Linked DNA regions of Mus musculus: region 2 is linked to region 1. Evidence: chromatin contacts called from public Hi-C data. All regions are on one chromosome and are shown on one strand. The core of a region is the stretch at or near the end of the contact, and the rest is flanking DNA. Distances in the headings are between cores, read along the strand shown. Region 1 has its middle 71 kb from the start of Gm38537. Region 2 has its middle 8.1 kb from the start of Gm2447.

Region 1 (7,153 bases), core at 1,810-4,309:
TGGCATGGGGAGTAAGGAGGGTGTTGTTGAATTTGGTGAATTTGGGGGAAGAAACAAGTTTGAGCTACAAACTCAGTTCTGGAGAGCGGCTAATGAATTAAGTAACCAGCTGATGCTGTCAAAGCTAAGACCAATTGCTAGTGACCCAGGTTGCTGCCTACGGGACTCTGCCTAGATTGGTGGTTGCAGCAGTCATTAGGTGAGTCCTCAGACACTGGAGTATGTCATGTTAACAACACAAGGGCTTCACTCTGTTTTGCATCAGCACCTCCAGACTGACAACGGTTGACGTTACCCAGTAACAAAAAGTCAAAGTCAAAAAGTCCTTTTGTAAGGGTCAATGGTTCACTGGAGAAGGATACTCCGGACTCAAATAGTATGTAAATGCAAAGAGTGTTTTATTCTGCAGAAGTCCAGCATGCTGGGGGCCTCCCATTACTGAGATAGAGAGACAACCAAATGAGCTCGCAGGCCTGATTTAAAGCACATTAGGGGATTCAGGGTATGTAACCTATATCTTGCTGCATCTCTAGGGACAATCCATTGCCAGGGCTTGGGGGCTGGAAACTGTCGCTGTGGAAGTAACTGAGGAGGTCTGAAAATGGCTGCTGACCCATTGTCCTTGCCTCAGGCCAGGTGGCATGGCAGCTTCTGAGGTGTGAACTTGCCCAGTTCTTGGAAATAGAGATTTAGGCCTTGTCTCCTGAACTGCCAATTTGAAACCTGTCATGGCATCAGTCTAGCCTGCTCACTTTAACTTAACTTCTTTCTCATTAATTAACTAGAGATAGTCCTTTTGGTAAATAGTCTCTAATTGATGTTAATTCCCAGCTGCCAGCAGAAAGGTCAGTGAGATTAGCCTGGGTGGGGAGTGGGGGGGTGGGGGGGGAGAGCAGAGCATATGGAGAAATGAAGAGGGAAGGGGTGAGGGGCGTGGATGGCCGGAGCAGAGGCTAAATGGTGTAGCTGCGGAGGTGGTTATAGGAAAAATGTTAAGATGAACACAGAGGCACCCTGGGCTGGCCTTCCCCCTCCAACAGGGAGAACACCGACCCTTGGGGTTTAGAGTTTGGCCTAATAGTTCACTCTCAGGTAAGGGTCACGCACTCCTCCTCAGGTTGTCTGGCTATAACCTTTGACCCCCACAACCTGTCTGACCTACACAATCATTTCAAAATGGGCTGATGCTTGCTAAAGCATCCCATGAAGAACAACATAGGCATGGGCTGAAACTCGGGAGGGAGCATGTACTAACAGCACCTAAGAGGCCTCCCGCCCATCAACTGTCTGCAAGGATGAAGAAGCTATGAGACATCAGAAAGCCCACAGGCCTAGTTGTGTACAGCAGCTGTTTAATGCACGGTAGTACATTTATCTGCCACCAAATCTGTGGCAGGTAAGCACACAGAGCTGTGAGCAGCCACTGTGCAGGGGATCCTTGTCACACGCAAGCAGCCCTGTCCTTCGAGAAGGCTGGAGCTCTCTTCGGCCCAGAGGAGACTAATCTCGCTTCTCTTCCTCTACAGAGGAGCACAAAGCAAAGGCCTTGCCCCAGCCCCACAGCTTGGCAAGAGAGAAAATAAAGAAGACCTTTTCTCTTCAAAGCTCTGGTGTCTTTGAACTTTTCGAAGAGCTTTTGGATGGCTGTTGTGCATTTTCAGGCAAGTAGTGGAGGGGAAGACAGTGTTTTGAATATGAAAGTGTACTGACTGGGCTCCTACCAGGGGTCACACTCACACTCTTGGGTCCCATGGGGTCCTCAGTTGTGAGAAGGCAGACAGAAGACACATAAGGAAACAGAAGCATAGTGGATGGTGGCAGGTGTCCTAAAAAACAAAACTGAGAAGGATAGGAGCTGGAGGAAATGTCTTGCAAGGTAGGACAAGGACCATAGAGTGGGAGCAAACTCGACTTAGCCACGGAAGGCAGAGAGGTCAGCCAGGTTGAAGGTTTGGGTGATAACAGGGAGGAGTGATATGCATACTTTTTAATGCGCAGCCATAAGACCAGTGGATTGCCTGGGATTGGCGCTGTAGACTTAAATTTAGGGTAAACAGGAACTATGCCCCCAGACAAGGTGAAAGGCCACCTGGGCCTGGCAGTCCCCAGCTGAACAAGCAGCTGACTGTGACAGTCAATCTGTCAAGTGGGTGGGCCTTCAGGCAGGAGGCTGAGAAGTAGGGTGGGACCCGAAACATAAATTAGAGGCAGAAACTCCCATGAAGAACTGAGAGGGGCCCGCTGTTTCTTGCTGCAGTATCTGGGTTGCCTCGCTTGCAAAGGTCCTCGGCCACCCACACCCTCTCCAGCCTGAGACCTGAAACAGACAAGCTGGGAGCCCCTCCACAGGCTCCCCATACAAATTCGTAGAGAAACAGAGCCCAGCAACGGCTCAGCTTCTACTTATCCTCCCAGCTAGCGTCTGTAGGACTCTTTCCTGTCCCTGGTACTGGACCAGATCCATGTCCTGGAGAGCAGACTGTGAGCACCTGTGGATAGAAGACAGGATAGGCCGAGTGCCCAGCTCAGGAGCTCAGCTCTACCTAATGCATGGAGTTCAATCCCCCACTGCATGGACTGTGTGGTGGTTCATACCTGTAATCCTAGCACCTTGGAGATGGAGGCAGGAAGGTCAAGTTCAAGACCATCCTTGACTTGATAGCAATCCTTGCATCCTTGATAGCAAGTTCAAGGCTAGCCTGGAACATGTGAGACCCTGTCTTAAAAATAATAATAATGTAAAAGAAGGGTATGTTTGCCGGGGGGCGGGGGGAACAGGCAGGATGTGGCCAAGGTTCAAGCTCCCAGATGTTGCTGTTGTGTGGAGATGACCCTCCACGAAGACAAATCGTTTAGGCAAGAACAACGTAAAAGTAGGTTTTGTGTCAGGTGTAACCGGCTGCGGCCTAGGCAGCTACTCCCAGACAAGGAGCCTTTCAGCTCAGTTCTGTGCTTTGTGCCAACAGCAAGCATGTCTGACGAGTAGGCCCCAGGGTCCTACCCTGCCCCCAGCCTTGGGCTCTACCTCAGAGGGAACCACAGAGCTGGAGAAGCAGCGGAAGCGTCTCTGTACTAAGTACAGTTATTATAAGGCGTGGCCCCCCAGCTAGACACCACCTTCTCTATTATTTTGACAGCGTGACTTCCTGTGATATTACCAAGTGACTCTTGTCCTGTCAGTAACACAGGCTCACACCTGGGTTTCTTCTCTTCTCAGCCATACACATGACATTTAAAGCATCATCAAAAAGGGTCTTGAGGTTTGGGAGGAGTGGTGGCTAAAGGCTCTGAAAATATCACTTCCTGTCTCAGCAGCGACGCAGGTGCATGCAGCAGCCCAGATACTCCTGACAGGAGCTCAAGGGACTTTAAGGCCAGCCGGCCCCCAGTGAGCCTTCTGAGGGCTGTCAAATGGGCTCCAGACCTGCCCCAAACCATGAGCCGCCGTTTCCAATCCTGTGCTCTGTCTGCCCTTTAGTTCCATGGGTCCTTGCGCAGATTGCTTGCTCCAGCTGCCTCCCAGATGAGCAGCTGGCACAGGGATCCCAGAGCGTGGCCCAGCATCCATCCAGCTCCCTGGTGTTGAAGTGTGGACTTACACCGTCCTCAGGCTGAATCCGAAGACCTTTGTGGAACGTTCAGTGAAACCAGGCATCTTCCCCACAGCTGGGAAGACTCTTACCTTGCCTTCCCCCTAGAGCTCTCTTCGGTAGCCTAGCTTCCCTGGAAGTTGCTGGATCTGTGCTGGGAAAGATGGGATTTATGAGCATGAAAGCAGAACAGAACTCACATGTTCTGTAACGCTCAATATCTTCGACATTGTTCGTGGCGCGTGCTCTTCCGCAGAGACCACACAGGGACCCATGGGAATGGCTGGGGTAGGCTAAAAAGGCACAGGGAGTGCGCTGGCTAGATTTATGTCAACTTGACATAAACTATAGTCAACTGAGGAGAGGAGGGAACCTCAACTAAGAAAATACCTCCATAAGATCAGGCTGTGGGCAAGTCCATAGAGCATTTTCTTAATTAGTGATTGAATGGGGAGGGCCCAGCCTATTGCAGGTGGTACCATCCCTGGGCTGGTGGCCCTGGGTTCCATAAGAAAGCAGGCTGAGCAAGCCATGGGGAGCAAGCCGGTCGGCAGCAGCCTACCATGGCTTCTGCATCAGCTTCATGCCCTATTTGAGTTTTTGCCTTGACTTCCTTCAATGGAGCAGACACCTAATAAGCCATTTTCTTCCCGACTTGTTTTTGGTCACGGTGTTTCATCACAGCAATAGTAACCCTACCTAAGACAGGGAGAGGCTCCTAACTAGCCCTCCGTGCTTGGAAAGGGAAAGGGGAAGACAAGTTCCCAGGGCAACTAAGAATTGAACTGATTTAAAAATTTAATAATAGTTAGGCAGTTTGGCATTGTAGATAGGGGCAGCAGGAATTGCCAAGATCCAGCCCCAGAGGCAAGGGCATGATGATAAGGCCAGGTCACAGTACACATGGGGCAGTGAGGAGTTTTAATCAGAGGAGCACAGGTAAAGCTAAGCCAATTTCCTAAGGATCAGGGACAACAACTCAGAGGGCATGGGGTAGGCCTATACTGGATCCCTGCTTATAGCAATGATTTAATTCCAGAAGAGATACAGAATGGTCTAAGTCTCTATTCTCTCATCTGTTAAGATGGGCCCAGTGATGGCCACCTGGGTCCCTAGGGTTTCGCAAACGAATAAACGTCAAGTGGTGAGCGAGCGTCATAAGCAGAGAGGTTGGATCTCAGTTTGTGCTTTTGGAATCATTAGCCCAGCGGTATCTGGAAAGAGGGCTGGAAGGATGGCAGGTGACAGGGACGAATCTGGCCCCAGGAGTGCACACACAGATGCACTCACTTTCCCATGGATGGAGAAGAGACGTCAGACTGTTTGACACTCATTCACTGACCCACCAAAAGGAGAGAGACCGCACGGGAAGTGAGCCCTGCCCCAGCTCATACCTTGCAGGGCTCAAGGGCCATGAACCCGTCGCTTCATGCTGCATGTTTAAGTGTTTGCCCTCTGCGTGGACACTATATCTCATAACACCAGTAGTGACTAATCCGGCTCTGTCCTCCGTGCTTTAACTGTCCAACTTGTTTGTTCCCCCTAAGGTAGATATTAGCACTGTCCCCTTTTTAATGGATGGAGAAGCTAGATGCTAAGCCATCAGAGAACTTAGCCCAAGTTCACCCAACTAGAAAACTGGTAGGAGTTCCGGGAAGCTTGTAGTCCAAAAGAGCAGCCCCCATAACTAAAGGACCAGACTAGTGGTTCTCAACCTTCCTAATGCTGAGACCTTTTAATATAGTTGCAGTGCCCCACCCCCGACAATACACGTATTTTGTTTATGCTTCATAACTGTAATTTTGCTGCTGTTATGAATTATGATGTAGATATCTAATATGTGGGATATCTGATAATATGCGGGATATCTGATATGAGACCCCTATAGGGGTTGCAACCCTCAGGTTGAGGATCACTGGACTAGAGAGTTCCCCAGAAGATCTGGCTCTCATATGGCCAGGGTTGCCCTGGAAGAAGCATGGCTGTCATGTTAAGGCCCTTGGGGAAGGTAGGTTCAGAGAAAGGGGCCCCTCTGCGCAAGGGAGACACAAACCAGCACCTCTTTCCCATGGATAACAGCTTGGCTATCTAAGATGGAGAATCTTCCTTTCCCCATGGAGATGGTACAGCTACTTAGGAAGGACAGGGCTTTTGCTGTGAGAAATACAAGCTCAGAGCCAGAGGGGAGGAGTCCAAAACTGAACCTGTCGACCCTGAATGGAGTATAGTAAAGAGATCTCAGGGCTTGACAGTAATGAGGAGTCTTCAAAAGCTGGACCCCCAGCCCCCTGGCCCCTTTCTGCTCCTAGCCCCTTGACGTAAGTGTCATTCATATTCTAAGGGGCTCACCAATGCCAAAGTCCAGAAGTTCTGGGCATAAATCCAGAGGTTACTCTTCCAGTTTGTCAGTTGCCGGTCGGTCTCCGGTTCTAGGACAACTTTGTCGGGGAGAAGAACGTGTGCTCAGATCTAGGCAAGATTTCACTGAGGAGGTGGGTGGCCGCCGTGAAAATGCCATCCTGACTCAGCCCAATGTGGGAAAGCAAAGAAAAACAAAGGATTAAACAGCAGCTGGCCTGAGGACAGTCTTTCCAGGGCCTGCTGTACTGTGCTTCCGGTCCGAGAGAGGAAGAGGTTTCCAGCTGGAATGAACGCCACCAGCTGCCCGGGTCTCCCCTCCCTAGAAAAACTTTTTCTGATAGCTACTGAGTGGGGAGGAGACGCTAGACCAGCAGAGGTTCACAACTTGTGTGTCCTGACCCCTTCACAGGGGTCACCTAAGATCATCAGGAAACATAAATATTTACATTATGATTCACAACGGTAGCAAAATTACAGTTATGAAGTATCAACAAATATCTGGCTCTGTGTGTGTTGGGGGGGGGTGGTCATCATAATGTGAATTAAAAAGGGTTGCAGCATTAGGAAGGTTGAGGACCACTGAGCTAGGGAGACTATGCGAGCATCCTTCATCCCAATCCTGCCTCTACCACAGGATAAAAGAACAAGAAGTTCCCTTGCTTTGGATGGGATTGTAAGAGGGCCCTTTGCCTCTGACCACCGGAGCCTCCAAGCTCCTGGAAAATGCAATTCTCTTTCTTCCTTTCTTTCTTTCTTTCTTTCTTTCTTTCTTTCTTTCTTTCTTTCTTTTTTTTTTCTTTCTTTCTGTTTTTACAATGATAGAAATTCTAAGGATGTTGGTTGAGGCAACAACTTAAGGGGAAGCTAGACACGCCAAGTTGAGAACCTAACTGCCTGAGAGACCAACTTCCCCTAGGTCCCCCAGGGAGTAGTTTAGAGTTCTGTGCCTTATTTCCTCCAAGGTGGAAAAGAAAGGTAACAGACTCTGACCTACCTCTTCTGAGTGTTGTAAATAAGAATAACTAAGGCAAGCACGGCACATTTGAAAGTAAGAGGCACTTGGCAATAGCAAACATGCATTTCTGCTTTTATCTTCCACAGTCTCAAGTAGAGAGACAGTCCCCGCATGGTTGTGGGGACGGGACTAGCCATGTGGCTGACTTTTGAGATGAGCTACAGGGCAGCTCTGTCAGGGCCATCAG
Region 2 (6,952 bases), core at 1,638-4,137, 340 kb before region 1:
TATTTGTTCTTTGACAATTTCACACAGCATATTCTTTTACTTCACATCATCTTCTTCATCCTTAGCCTCATAGTCTATTGTGGCATCTTGTTATATCTTGGATGTTGGCTCTCTACAAAAGGTTCATGGTTCCTGCTTTGGTCCCAATGGTACTATTAAGGTGAGGTAGAGACTATAAGATTTGGAGCCTAGTTGGAGAACTTCACATCAATGTGGACTTGTCCCCAGACTGACTGGAAAGACTCTTGCTCCCTCAATCTTCCACTCTTTGCTCCCTAGCAAAGCAATGAATGGGTTTCCCCCTCTACATCCTCCTGACACAATATGCTACCTAACTATAGTGTCCAAGCAACAGGAACGTCCGAAACCGTGATCCCAACAAATGTCTCGTCTTTGTGAGTTACATATCAGAATATGTGTTATAAAACAAGGGAATACCATGCTCAGTCTCCACCATTTCCAGAACATTAAGACAACAACGATCACCATTGTCATTGTCATCACCACCACCTAACTGTGGTGGGTCTTCATTGTGTACCAAGGGACAATCTGTGCATATGCACTCTATCATTTATTCCTCAGAGTAACCCTGTCTAGTAGGCACTTCCATGATTCTCACTCTACACACGGAAACTGGGTCAGATTGAGGCTAAGTCACTTGTGAAGACCTGCATGGTGGCTGAGTCCCTAGATGCTAATCTACCTTTTCAGCTTTTCAGGCAACTGATCACCTCCCATGACACCGCTCTTGAACATTGCCCTGCCTCTGGCCTTTCAGCCTCCCAGTTCTTACTTGTACTGTCTTGCCTATCTTTTCTACCTCTGTGGTTTTTGTCAGTGCTTCAAATGTAGCTTTGAGAACATGTTCTGTCTACAGCCTAGTGTCCACAACACCACTTGAAGTGACTGTCCATTTAGAAAGTCATTAAAACAAGACTAATCCTGCAGTGAAGCCCTTCTTCATGGCCTGGACCTGCTTGTCCTCACTGTCATTGAATTGTTCCAGTCAACTATGCACTCCCCACTTTGATGAGTAGAATCCTCAGAAACCATAAGCCAGAATAAATCTTTCTTCCTCGTTTAGGTCAAACTCTCAAGCTATTCTCCTATTCTATGTTCAAAGCAAAGGACATCATTTGATGCTTCCCTGTCTGGCACTTTCAGACTGTCAACCATTCCAATGATCCTTCCCCATGACATCTCAGCAATTCTCTAGCTGGTGAAATCTACCACACAATCCAGTGCTCCACAGAGGACTTCCAGCAGAGTGACCAAGCTCCTCTGCTTCTCTGGAGTCTCCATTGCCAAAAACACCCAGGTCAGCTGTGGGGCTGGAGGCTAAGGAAATCTCAAAGCTCATGTGTTTAGTACCTTAGCCTACTTACTATTGCTACCACGAACGTATCTTAGATGGGATAATTTATGTAAGGATGTTTTATTGGATTGTAAATCTGGACCCCGGAAGTTTAAGTTATCATACCGGCTTCTCCTTTGCATCCCATGAGCATCTGCCTGCTGCATCAAAACATGACAGAAAGAATGGCACGTTGTGAAAGAGCAAGCATGCTAAATCAGGTCCCTCTGCCTCTTGTCATAAAGCCACAAATGCCATCATATCATGGGCATCCTCCCTTCTAATCTGGCCTAATTTCAATTACCTCCCGAAGCCCCACCTCCAGACAGCTTTAACATGTGAATTGAGGGATTGTCTTGTCAACACATTCAAACCATAGTACTTATGTCCTTTCATTCAGTAGTTTAACCAAGGGAGAACTAACAGACAGCACACATATAGAGTGCCCACAGCTCATAGGAAATGCCCCAAATGATGTAAGATATAAATAGTAGCTACCAGCATGAAAATCCTACAAGATTTGAGGCAGGAATCAAGTCAAGCCAAAGAGAACAATGAACACACCCTTGCAAGATATGATGAAACCAACTCATTTGTGGTTAAGTTTTCCATTTGATAAGCCTTATGATTAGCCAGGCAATGTTGTGAAATGATTATGGCCAGTGTACCAACCCACACAGAGAAGAAGAAAAAAAGCTCGTGATCAGCCACAGAAGATTGTCCTGTGGGCATATCCCTGTCGAGGAGAAGCCGAGGGACAGGACTCAGATAGGCAGAGTAGCTGGGTAAAGTGTTGGATGAAGTACACTCGGTGACACTAGTGAAAGTCCTGTGATGGGGAGAACATGATCAAGAGAAGTGGTCATTTTCTGGTTAATGTTATCTGTTTACAGAACAAAATCACAAGTGTCCCGGGTCATCCTTCATTTACAGGATCACTCTGTACTGTGTCGACCTGATTAAACGAGATTTCGCAGAGCTGTCCAGTGAACTCACGCTACAGAGTACTCACCAGCCTAGATGCTGGCCGCTCTAAGTGCTTTATAATTTTAGGTCATTTAAGCCTCTCAACAAGCCAGTGGTGTGACTCTTGCTGCCTCTTACACACATGAGGATGCGTCCTCGCATCCATGACCCCTAGTGCTGCAGACAGGCGTAATGATTTCAGACATTCTCCTCCTCATCCTCAACACAATCTCATGAAATGAGGCTCTACTACGGCCTCTTTTCCATGGACAAGGAAAGGAAACAGAGGCACTGGATGTAAGACTTGCTTGGGAAGGCAGGTTCAGGTGAAAGGCAAGCAGACACTCTGATCCATGGACTATGTATGCTCTTTAGCACTGACTGCAGGACTGCAACCCCCTCCAAGGGATGAGTGGCAGAAATGGGGTTATTTCCACAAGCCTCTCAATAGAAAGTCTGAGACATTAGCCTAAAACCCCATAGGGACTGTGTGGTGGTTTGAATATGCTTAGCCCAGGAAGTGGTACTATGAGGAGGTATGGCCATGTAGGAGTGGGTGTGGCTTTGTTGGAGTAGGTGTGGCCTTGCTAGAGTAGGTGTGGCCTTGCTGAAGGAAATGTGTCACTGTGAGCATAGGCTTTATCCTAGCTGCCTGGAAGCCAGTCTTCTCCTAGTGGCCTTTAGATGAAATTGTAGAACTCTCAGCTCCTCTTGTACCATGCCTGGCTGGACAGTGCCATGCTCCTGCCTTGATGACACTGAACCTCTGAAACCATAAGCCAGCCCCAATTACATATTGTCCTTATGAGAGTTGCCTTGGTCATGGTGTCTCTCCACAGCAGTAAAACCCTAAGACAGGGTGTCCTGCTCACTAAATGCTCTCTGGCTCCCTGGAGGCTCAGAGGTCATCTCAGCTCTGTCTTTCTAGTGCCACTTTCTGTCTTAGGCAGTAGCAGCAGTTTATGGGCTGGCTTTCAGATTTCCACATTGCACAGAAGCAGGACGTGCTTCTGCTATAAAGGGACCGGAGAGGCCATAATCCTTCCTTGGCCAATGCTGGTTAAATAATCCCCCTCCCCCTGCTTGCCTGGCAGGTTCTCTCTGTGCTAACCAGTGGTTTTACTGTTCTACCGTGGACTCATGTCAACCTGTCTGCCCACTTGTTTTAGATTAGTAATTGGAATTGATTATGCAACCTCACAGACAAGCAGTCTCCATCCACCTTTCAAAATGTGGGTGAGAGCAAATGAAGGTGGGGGGCTGGGGCCACCCCTTTCTCTGCAGGCCACCTGGGGAAGGGCATGTGAAGGAGCTGAAGCAGAAAGTCCAAAGTCATGGTCCTCCATGCCGAAGGGAAACAGCACCATTCCTTCATGATAACTAAATGGTTTTCATTTGACACAAGGACCTCCAGAGGCTGGTATAGCACAGAGAGCTGGCAGAGGAGGAGGAATATGACACTTTCAGATTATGCTATGCAAATTAGTTTGGTCAAGGAAAGAAGTGGGAGAGTCAAGTTCAGGGTGTGAAATGTGACCTGGGGCTTTGTTTCCTAGGCAATGCTGGAGCTCCATCAGGATTGGTGTGTGGCCAGAGTAACAGGTTTATGGGATGGCAGCATCCTCTGCAATGTGGGACTGTGGGCCAGTGGGATCCCTGTCCTCCTGGAGAGGACCATCTCCAGGAGACTGTGAAAATACTGCTGTTAGTATGTACATCACTGGATGTCTAACACACAGTAGGCCCTCAGTGGGGGCCCAGGGTCCCTGTTAACCTTGATTTAAGTCACAGAAACATCTGAGCACAGGCGATTGTAGAAAAAGTATTTCCAGAAGGCTCTGAGGACCCTCGCAGCCTAACTCATTTGATCTGAGGATTTTGCACAGAGTGGTTCACACGGCTTGTTTTGCTAAGGTACACTTACTATTCACCTGGACAGACAGGAGGTGACTACTGACAATCCACAAAACTATACTTCACCTTCTAAAAGAATCTTTAAAGTTTTGTCTATTTATTTATTCACAGGGTGGACACCCATGCAGTGGCATGCATATGGAGGTCAGAAGACAACTTGCAGGGTCAGGTCGATCCTTCTGCCCCGTGGGTAGGAGAGACTAAACTCAGATCATGCTGGCTCAGCCTTTCCCTGCTGAGCCATCTCGACAGCTCCAGAGTTACCATTTGTAAATGCTGAAATGTTTTATGATAGATTATTTTATGCTTGGTATACATTCTCCTCTTTCTAATTTTTTTTCCAAATGTGGAAAAGGGCAAATAGGATCAAGTGGAAAGAACAAACAGCCAAGACCACTTAATGAGAACTTAGAGTCGGTTCCCATAAGGATATTTATTAACTCTCCCATTCCTCCTTCTCAGAGGCCACATGATCACATCCACCAGCTGCCAATATAGAAAAAGTGGTTCTGATGACGTGACATACATTATCCTCGGGACTGCCTGTCAGGGGCCCCGGCAAACCATAGATCTTTCCTTCCTGCAGAGGTGCCAACGCACAAAGCCTGGAAGGAAATGGAGCTACTTGGAGCCAGGAAAAGGAACCTCCAAGGCTGATCTCAGGGACTTTAGGGCCTTGCTGAGGAACTGGTTTGTGCCCACTGTTGAAGCAGGCTCTGTGCAGAGGTGCAGCCAAGGGTGAACTGGTGGCAGCACCTGCTCTAGGTAGCTCTGTGCCCTCTGATTCCTCAGCCAGTAGCCATCCATGCTCTGCACAGACCTCACAAGAGAGGGTGGCATGTCTGTGAACCCCTACTGCAAACTCTGAAATCCAAAGCCTTCTGAGCTCTGACATGACACTACAAGTGGAAAGTTCCACACCTGACCTCTCGTGACAGGCTGTAGTCAAAACAAAAGGGTACTGAAAACATTGTACAAAGGGACCCTGAGACCGGGCAACTGTGTACATGAAACATTAAACAAAGTTCAGGATTCCACTTGATCTTACCTCCCTCCCCAAGATGTCTCATTACGGATATGCAAGTTTGCTAAAATTAAAAACTTGAAATTCAAACAAACCATTTCTGTTCCCAAGTATTTCTGACAAGCCAAATGTAGAATGACTTCTAAGAAAACTCACGTATTTACTATGGGAAAGCCATAAGACCAAGAAGCAAGATGGCAGTAGAGAGATAACTTTTAGCCAGTTCGTTGTTCTAGTGTTTCTGACACTGGTGGACAGGGTGGGGTCACTGTCAAGCAAGAGATGAAGCAGGAGGTTCAGTTCAGGGTGCAAGACAGGGTACTGGGAACTGGAGAAGCAGAGATACCAGGGCCAGAAGGCAAGGTAAGGAAGAGGAATGTTCTTGATACTCCACGTGACACTGCCCCAGTCTTCATGACAGATGCACAAGGTACCATTGTCTTCGTTGAGCACAAGATAAACAGGCTCCGCAAGATTAAGGAACTCAACCCGCATCACACAGCTCACAACTGACAATCAGGACTCGAATCCAAGTCCGCCTGATATGAAACCACCCTGAACTGCATATCAGAGGCTGAGAGAAGCAAGAGGTGTCCCTGTCTCCATGACGACAGACTCTCCAACTCAGCAAGAGTTGTTTCCCCATTCTGGCTCAGTGCTCTTCCTGCTCAGTGTCTGCAAAGGGGAGAGGTCGGGGGCCAGGCTGTCGCTGTTGTTATCATCTTTCCTCTACAGTTCTGTTTTCGAACGTTAACCTTGACATGTCACAGTCCCTGGTCTCTCCACAAGGCCATGCTAGAGCTGGCTCTTGCTGGTCAAGAGGGGCCTGGCCTCTCTGAGCTCTGCAGGAAGGCCCCTGTCTTATACCCTTCCTCTTGTCTTTTTTTCCCCTTCCTCATGACGCAGTGGGGGCTATTCCTGCCTGATCTGCTTGCTGAGCCTGTGTCTCCTCCCTCCTCCCTTTGTATATGCTTTCCACAAACTCTATTGGGTATCTGCTCTAGGGTCTTACAGATAACGGTGTGATGGAGATGGGAACGGATAACCCAAGGAAGCAGCCCCTGGACCATGGCATGTATGTGGGACCATGTATGTGGGATGAGGGGTTGTTGGGCATGGGTTGGGTGAATAGTTCACTGTCCTCTCTCAGAGGACACAGATCAGGTGACTCAAAATCCAGGCAAGGCAAGAGCAAAGAGCAGTGTCCCTATCTTAGAACTCTGGGTTGGGGGTGGGGAAGTAAGAGCTACAGGGAAACCTGGTAGGTGAAGGAGAAAGGTAGGGGCAGAGAGGGGACGGGACGCAGGTGAATTAGAGGTAGATCAGGAGACAGGAACACCACGTGATGTCATGTTTCTCACTGTGACAGCCATAGCAGCAGCGTAGGAAGCTCCAACCTCAACAGAACACAGTGGCTTCTCAGATTCTTCCTGGATTTAGAACAAAGGGTGATGCGTCATTGAGACCCTAGTTTGCTTATGATGGAGCTTGGCCATGCGAGAAAAACCAGCCATGTAAGCAGAGGGCTGGGGCTCAGAGTGGCCTGGTCATGGCTGCAGCCTAACCTTATGTATGCCTAGTGATCCGATCAATCACATCTGCAGAATGAAATCCCAACACAAGCTGCACATTGGTTGGAGAGATGGCTCAGTGGGTAAGGTGCTTGCTGTGTAAGTGCAAAGAGTGGAGTGTGG

The links. A called contact is a pair of places that touch in the nucleus more often than the background predicts.
Region 2: a contact with region 1 is called in a Hi-C map of centrocytes, with 1.9 times the contacts expected there. The contact joins two enhancer-like sites. A contact is called at or near these places in 4 of 484 Hi-C or Micro-C datasets (bone marrow-derived macrophages, brown adipocytes, centrocytes and 1 more), 1 of 115 datasets of contacts at active chromatin or transcription factors (large pre-B cells) and 1 of 9 other capture datasets (embryonic stem cells).

The regions. Positions count from the first base shown.
Region 1 is chr3:52,392,442-52,399,594 of GRCm38.p6, reverse strand. No RefSeq gene overlaps it. Among named protein-coding and RNA genes, the nearest start is that of Gm38537, 71 kb to the left of the region's middle. Within about 2 kb of position 3,059, at least 70 of the 459 cell types and tissues checked have an H3K27ac peak or open chromatin away from gene starts, as enhancers often do. A contact at or near this core is called in centrocytes, where this site is marked.
Region 2 is chr3:52,728,111-52,735,062 of GRCm38.p6, reverse strand. No RefSeq gene overlaps it. Among named protein-coding and RNA genes, the nearest start is that of Gm2447, 8.1 kb to the left of the region's middle. Within about 2 kb of position 2,887, at least 9 of the 459 cell types and tissues checked have an H3K27ac peak or open chromatin away from gene starts, as enhancers often do. A contact at or near this core is called in centrocytes, where this site is marked.